Regions from separate parts of the Mus musculus genome. Here region 2 is linked to region 1. The links are chromatin contacts, called in public Hi-C maps. All regions are on one chromosome and are shown on one strand. The core of a region is the stretch at or near the end of the contact, and the rest is flanking DNA. Distances in the headings are between cores, read along the strand shown. Region 1 overlaps Il5ra (interleukin 5 receptor, alpha). Region 2 holds the start of Crbn (cereblon).

The links. Hi-C and Micro-C count contacts between places; a contact is called where the count stands out from the background.
Region 2: a contact with region 1 is called in a Hi-C map of centroblasts, with 2.1 times the contacts expected there. The contact joins the promoter of Crbn here to the enhancer-like site in region 1. A contact is called at or near these places in 6 of 39 promoter capture datasets (the HPC-7 cell line, HPC-7-derived erythroid cells, embryonic stem cells and 3 more), 11 of 484 Hi-C or Micro-C datasets (the AML12 cell line, B cells, CD4 T cells and 6 more), 7 of 115 datasets of contacts at active chromatin or transcription factors (the 230-238 cell line, DN3 thymocytes, embryonic stem cells and 3 more) and 2 of 9 other capture datasets (adipose tissue and liver).

The regions. Positions count from the first base shown.
Region 1 is chr6:106,724,138-106,727,640 of GRCm38.p6, reverse strand. All of the region lies in intron 10 of Il5ra (interleukin 5 receptor, alpha), which reads left to right. Among named protein-coding and RNA genes, the nearest start is that of Il5ra, 23 kb to the left of the region's middle. Within about 2 kb of position 1,875, at least 37 of the 459 cell types and tissues checked have an H3K27ac peak or open chromatin away from gene starts, as enhancers often do. A contact at or near this core is called in the 230-238 cell line, the AML12 cell line, B cells and 6 more, where this site is marked.
Region 2 is chr6:106,798,511-106,801,811 of GRCm38.p6, reverse strand. Crbn (cereblon) reads left to right here and starts at 1,725. Exons shown (of 11, transcript NM_175357.3): 1 at 1,725-1,821. The coding sequence starts at 1,755.

The DNA of each region.
Region 1 (3,503 bases), core at 626-3,125:
CTGGCTAGGATCGGACCTGTTTTTTGGTAAGAGATTAGACTGAAAATCACTGGACTCAACAGTGGTTCTTAACCTGTGGGCCATGACTCCCTCCCAGGTCACAAATCAGCTATTTTGCATATCAGATACTTACATTACAATTCATAGCAGTAGTAAAACTACAGTTATGAGATGCAGTGAAAAGATTTTATGGTTGAAGGTTACCCACAATATGAAGAACTGTATTAAAGTGTCATAGCATTATAAAGGTGGAGAACCATTGCTTCATGTGAACAACGAGCTTTCTCCACTCTCAGTGAAGGCTGTATCTGCCACTCAGGACCTGGTATTATTAGAAGTGAGTGAAAATGTGTTCTTCTAAAAGGCTTTGTTTAGGCTTAAGATGAGTGGCACTTAACCTGGGAGCAGAACAAGACTCAGTCACCCCAGTTTTCACATGGCTCAGTCAGCAGTGTGGACACCATTTTCAGGGTGACTGCTGCTATCTACTGGAACAAATCCTTCAGCAACAAAGACATGCTGCTCATAGCCTTCACTTGATTCTGGCCTTCACTTTCCTGCTATGGTGTGAGCCAGGGTGTGTATATATGTGTGTGTGTGTGTGTGTGTGTGTGTGTGTGTGTGTGTGAGTGTGCAGGGTAATATGTGTCCTGGGGTGGGTATCAGAGCTAAGCAAAAACCAATGTGGCATGTTTAGTTGTGATCTGTTGTTATGCATTGTAATGCTAAAATCGCTAAATACTGTACCTGAAGCTCTGTGCCTACGAGTGAAATCTCATGTTTACCAGCGTTTGTTGTGCAAACATTGTTTCTTAATTTAAAACTATCAGTTAAATAAAAATGGCTACAGCCAAATACTGGAGAGATTAGAAATAGGCAAGTTTTTAGATATATGGTTACAGAGAACCTGAAATGGTAGAGAGGAGGGCAGAACAAGGGAAAGATGAGAAGATGCCATGGGCTAAGGGATTCTGAAAGCTCACCATGAGGGCTGGCCAGTCGGAATAAAAGCAGCCAAGCAAAAACATAGCAAGTCTTATCATGGAATTATTGATTGGGAAGTAGATACTAATAGCTTCGAGGGTAGATATCTGTCCAGCTCTAGTGCTATTTAAAGGATTATTATAAATATAAAAGTTTTGCATCTTTTATCTGGGAACTGAATGATCAAAGGCAGGGTAGAAATATCCCAACTGAGATTAAATAATTACTACAACAGCTGCGACACACAGGCATGCGTGCAGGATGGAAGGAGGACTTTTATTCTTTGACTTGGTGTTCATGACAGAAGTGCAAAGCAATTTCCCTCTCCCTGAAGCTTATAGACTCAAGGGCGGGGAGGAGATGGTGTTATCTTGAAGATCACTGAATGTACTTCCTTCATGGTCCACAGTCTATCAAAGGAACTCAAGCTCCAGCTGTGGCCCCTTCTTTCCTCTGTGCCTGTAGATTTCGAGCAGCTCCCTTCATCGTCTGTCTGTTTGCCCTTCTCTGTCTTTCTCGTCTGTTCTCATCCTTTCTTCTTAAATTTCCAAACTGTTGTGAGACAAGATACAAAGCAGAATAGGGAAGAAGAAAGGGAAACAGGTACGAGGAAAGGGTCAGTTTCACTTTCTCTGCGCTTTCAAAAGAAGTCTGTCCCTTTAGAGTTTTACAAGGTAAGAGAAGGAAAGCTCCGGGTCAAGACAGAGGGGAAATGCTTGGAAAGAAAAATAGGTGAGCCATCAGCAGCAAGGGAAACCCCGCTTCGTCTACTGTCACAGCTGCCACTTTGGAATTTTCTTTACAAGTGGGGGATTTCAGCTGGGCAGACATAGCAGTTGAGTCAAACTGCTTCTTTGACTCAGGCTTCTGTGGTTTCAAGGTTGGCTGGATCTTGCCTGATAAGCCTCAGGCCAGACCACCTTGGCTCTGTGGGACTGGTCTACCATCTTGAAGGTAAGGTTGCATTAAGCTTTTAGGCTCTGTTCCATACTACCAAGGATTTTTATTTTATTTCATTTTTAAATTTCAGGTATAGCTACTTCTCTTGGTGGCCATATCAATCAATCTTCCATGCTTAATACTTAGGCCAAGGAAGGACTCTATCCCTGGCTCTGTGCAAGATAAGTTTATTCACAGTATTTAGGATATCTCCCCAAATATCATTTGTTAATAGAAAGATAGGAAGAGAGAGAGGGCTAAAGAGAGAGGGAGAGGGATAAAGAGAGAGGGAGAGGGATAAAGAGAGAGGGAGAGGGAGAGGGAGAGGGAGCAGAGGGAGAGGGAGCAGAGGGAGAGGAAGGGAGGAGGGAGAGGGGGAGAGGGAGGGGGAGGGGGGAGGGAAAGGGAAGAGAGGGAGAGGGAGATGCTCAAACCTGGTAATGGCCTAGGATTCAGCAGCAAGACTACCTTTATACCTGTGAATGCTGACTGATGTTCTCATCCCAATTATTGTGCTCCAGTCAGAGAAACTGAGACAAGAGGGCAGACCTTGCTTGCGCTGTAGACTGCTGCAGAGAGGTTTCATTTTACTAGTTCTTGGCCTGCTCAGGCTCCATGTAGGCCAAGCACTGGAGATGTTTACATTGACCTCTGCAGGCAGTTTTTGTCTAAATGTTTCATGCTGTGCATGACACTCATTTTGTGTCTCTCCGTGTGTGATACGCCAGTGCATGTGTGTGTGCGCCTTTTCATCAATATTTTTTTTTCTGCCGTCGAAACAAGCCAATTCAAGCTTAATTGAGAATATGGAGGCAGGTTTATTGGAGGCAGATCTGGGAAGGAAGATTCACTTAGCTCACAGGAGGAGCCTAGGGAAATGGAGATGCAGACAGGGAGACAGGGGAGTTAAGTAGAGAAAGAGAGAGCACATGCATGCAGAGAGAAAGAAATGCAGAGACAGGGAGAAAGAGGGAGAGAGAAGGGAGTTGTAACATGTCTGGATTATATAGAGAAGAGCCTCTGGGGGCGGGGAAGCCCAGTCCATAGGTGGAAAGTTCACAATAGAGGGTGGTGTGTGCCAGTCATACCTTGTAACTAGTGTGGACTGAGAACCTGGAGATCAATTTCGCTTGATATGTAGAATAGGCACCTTAGCCATCTGTCCAGGGTTTGAAACCCATGATTCATAAGTGTATGGCTATGCACGTGCATGTGCCTCAGTCCACTGTGGAAGTCACAGGACAGTCCTCGGATCTTGGTTCTCCCATTTGTCTTTGCGCAGTTGTACAAATCAGGCTAGCTCACCCTCAGACTTCTACAGATTCTCCTATCTCATCTGCCCATATTCCTGCAGGATTTTGCTAGGATTAAAAATGCCTGCACGTCTGCACCAGACTTTTATGTGGGCTCTGAACTCAGGTTTTCAGGCTTGTAGGAATAAGCCATCTTGACATCGCAATGCAATGTTTATCTCAACTCATATCATTGAGGTACGGGATTAACTATGACTTCTGATCCTCTTCTTCCTTTATACCCAGAATACCTGGCATTTATGTCTCCTAACCTAAGTATTCAGGCAG
Region 2 (3,301 bases), core at 476-2,975, 74 kb before region 1:
GCTCCCCTGTGAACCAAAAAGTGTCATCTTACACATGCACAGATAGATATATAAAATAGAAACCAGATGCTTGCTGAGATAGAAAATTCTGCAGCTAAACAATTTATTGAAATTCTGTGAACTGTATTTAAATTGATCCAGCGACAACAAAAATATGTGTGTGTGTGTACAGCTATGCACATTCATTCATCACTTGGTTGAACTTCTTGTTCTCTCTTTAACAGTCACCATCTATGTTCCATGCTCTCTGGTGGTCTAGACCTGAATTGTCCTCTTACTAGCGAGAAAAACACCTTAACTCATTACAATGGCTCATGCAGCTGTTTTTAACTCGATCATAAAAGGCATCAATATTGTATATGCTATTAAAGGGAATACATCTGGGACATTTGCGTTCTGGTTTTAACATTGGGTAAACTGAGTCCTGGGGATATAAAAGTGACTTGGCCAAGGCCAGAGTGACTCAGGGACAGAAGGCTGAGTGATATGGAATTGATAGTGTTAGGCTGAACCCCTGCTCTTCCCCTGTACAAGCTGGGAAACCCAGTCTACTCTCCTTCCCTGATCCCCAACCGCGGAGTGAAAACTCCACCTCTGTCTTGGAGAAAACTCCGGGCTAACATGTCAGCATTTCCTGGAACCCACCCAAGAGTGGCTGCCAGGGGATCAGTTTTTAACCAGGTATGGGCAACAACCCCATCTCCTAACCAACAAGTAATCACTCCTCACCAAAACTCTATAAAGTCACGTTGCTTAAACCTGGGTGTTTGACTTCACTGACCTCCACCTGTGAGACCAGCGAACTCCCCTTAGAGCTGCCTCCTGATAACTATGCCTTTACCTACTTTTAATCTGGTCTAATCTGGCCTATGTGTTGGTCACCATAGGAAACGCCTATCGGATCCAGTTACCATTCCAACGTGTTTTTGGGTTGTGAATTTTTTTTTAATGCAGCATTTTTTTCTTGGGGTAAAAATGTCTTCAAACCTCAGATTCATTAGTTTACTTTTTTTTCCTTCCTCTTATTCTCTGCCTACTACCACTACTTCCTTCTTTAGATATCGTTTGTCATTCCATTATTTTCTTTTCTTCAGTGAAAACGTGTTAGAAATATATTGTATACACTCTTAAAATTGGAAAAAAAAAATCCATCCACAACTCCAGTGCTAGACAATTCTCTTTCTTTTAGCATGTTGTAATTGTTTTTTACCATACATTGATCCATTTTTCTCTTAGTGAAGCCATTATGACTAGGCTAGTTTATATACTGACAGTTTTATTTTCCAGGTGATTATCAGCCTTTTTTGTCCTTGCAAATCTTTGCTTCATACTGATACATGTTAATTTGGGGCTATATCCGAGGGCTACTGAAATCGTTTTAAAAATCTGCTATATTCCAACGGCCCCTGGAACAGTCCATACTTCCAGACAAAAGAGGATGCTGTATAAGGACGTGTTTGCTCCAAGTGGACACTAAAAACACAGACTTGGGTTTCCCACCTGTCAAAACGTCTTTGTGGCTGAGAAGGGAGCTGTGTAACTTGTGTGGGGTCAGTGGGTCATGGATAACTTTGGGTTTCTTGTCCTCCTTAAAGATGGTCCTCTTCATTTGGCTCCGCTGTGCCGCTCTCGGCTCGCCTCGTTGGAGCCGCCAGGGGGCGCTGTGGCCCGGGAGCGTGGCGGCGGCGTATCGCAGACCCTCCCCCTGCGTGCCGGCACCGCCCTTTCCCAGGCTCCTTTGCGGGTAAACAGACATGGCCGGCGAGGGAGATCAGCAGGACGCTGCGCACAACATGGGAAACCACCTGCCGCTTCTGCCTGGTAACCTCCGGGACGGGCGCCTGGCCGTGGGTGGAGACCGAGGACCGGGGCCGATCCCGCAGGGAGGACGGGGACAGCTACTCGGGCGCAGCGGCCGGTGGGAAGCCTCCCGTGTGAGCCTCGCCCTCCGCAGCTCTGCGCTTTCCTCCCGGCCTGTCTCCTGGGCTGTCGGGGATGTTGGGGCCACGGACTTTGGTTTCCCAGAGCAGGGACCCCCATTCCTTTCCATCTTTCTCCCAAGCCGGCCTCCCTGAAAATTTTGTGGGAGTAGGCGAAGTTGAGAACCGGGTGACATTAGCAGCCGTTACTTTTCCTGCTCATCTGCTTTCTCATAAGACTGACAGCTAACATGCAGTAGGCATTTGCACGTCGTGGGCCCCGCAGTGAATGCTTTGCGTGCATTTCTGCTTTTATTATTACACCTGTCATCTGTCCAGAGCCTTGCTTATGGAGGAGAAACTTATCGACGGGTTGTTAAATGTATACCATCCAGTGACGTGGAAGGTCACACAGTTGCAGATAGGGCTGCGCGGTGTACTGATCTGCCACCACAGCTGGTATCTCTTAGCTATCTCTCTGTGGAGGTAGTTATTTAGCGGTTTTTCTCAGGTCTGCAAATAATATGCCTACTTTTAGGGTACTCAGGAGAACGGTATTACCGATTTCTCCTGCTTACTTTATGCCTTTATGGTTTATGACAACTTATGTTGCAGTATTGAATGCTGAAAGTGGATGAACTAGTGGTACGGACTGTTCTTAGAATGCTGTAGAAACACAGACTATTGCCAGAGCCTTTTGGTTGTAGTTAAAAGCCATGCAGTCTGTTAACCTTGTTTGTAGGAAAAACATCAGTCGGCTACTTTTAGGAGGGTCACAGTTAGGATAAGGCTATTGAGAATAATTACAATCACAGGTGCAGTTCATTTAGAGCCATATAAGCAACTGCTGCTGGGTGTACTGGGTTTGTGTTTTTTGCTGGATTGGATACCAGGCACTCCCAAATCCTCTGAGCTATGTCTCCAACTCCTGCTGTGATTTTCATGGGTAGGGATTATTGTGGGATTTGAAAATCTTGTGATGGAGATTCACTTAGGGTTCATTTGTGGACTAGGTTAGTCCTACATTGTTGAAACCGTGCATCCTTAGTCATTTCAGTTAGGAACTTTTTTGTGTGGGGTGTGAAGAAATAATTTCAGGTTTCAGTTTGTTGCCTCAGAAGGTGTGCTTCAGGTGTGAATGTGTTCCTTGGTGGTAGTGTAGACAGAAGAAGAAATGCTGGGTGCAGGGCCAGTGCATAGAAAGCACCTTTTCTGTAAGCCACTGGTTATTGAGCTGTACTCGCGGCAGTTCCTAAAGGTGATCATCTTTCAACAGAAGAGATTTCAGGGACAGCAGCTCCACTGTGAATGGAGCAGACGTTTAGGGAAAGTGGTGGAGTAGGAGAAGGGTGCTCCCCCGCTATTGGCATTCATCAGGTGCT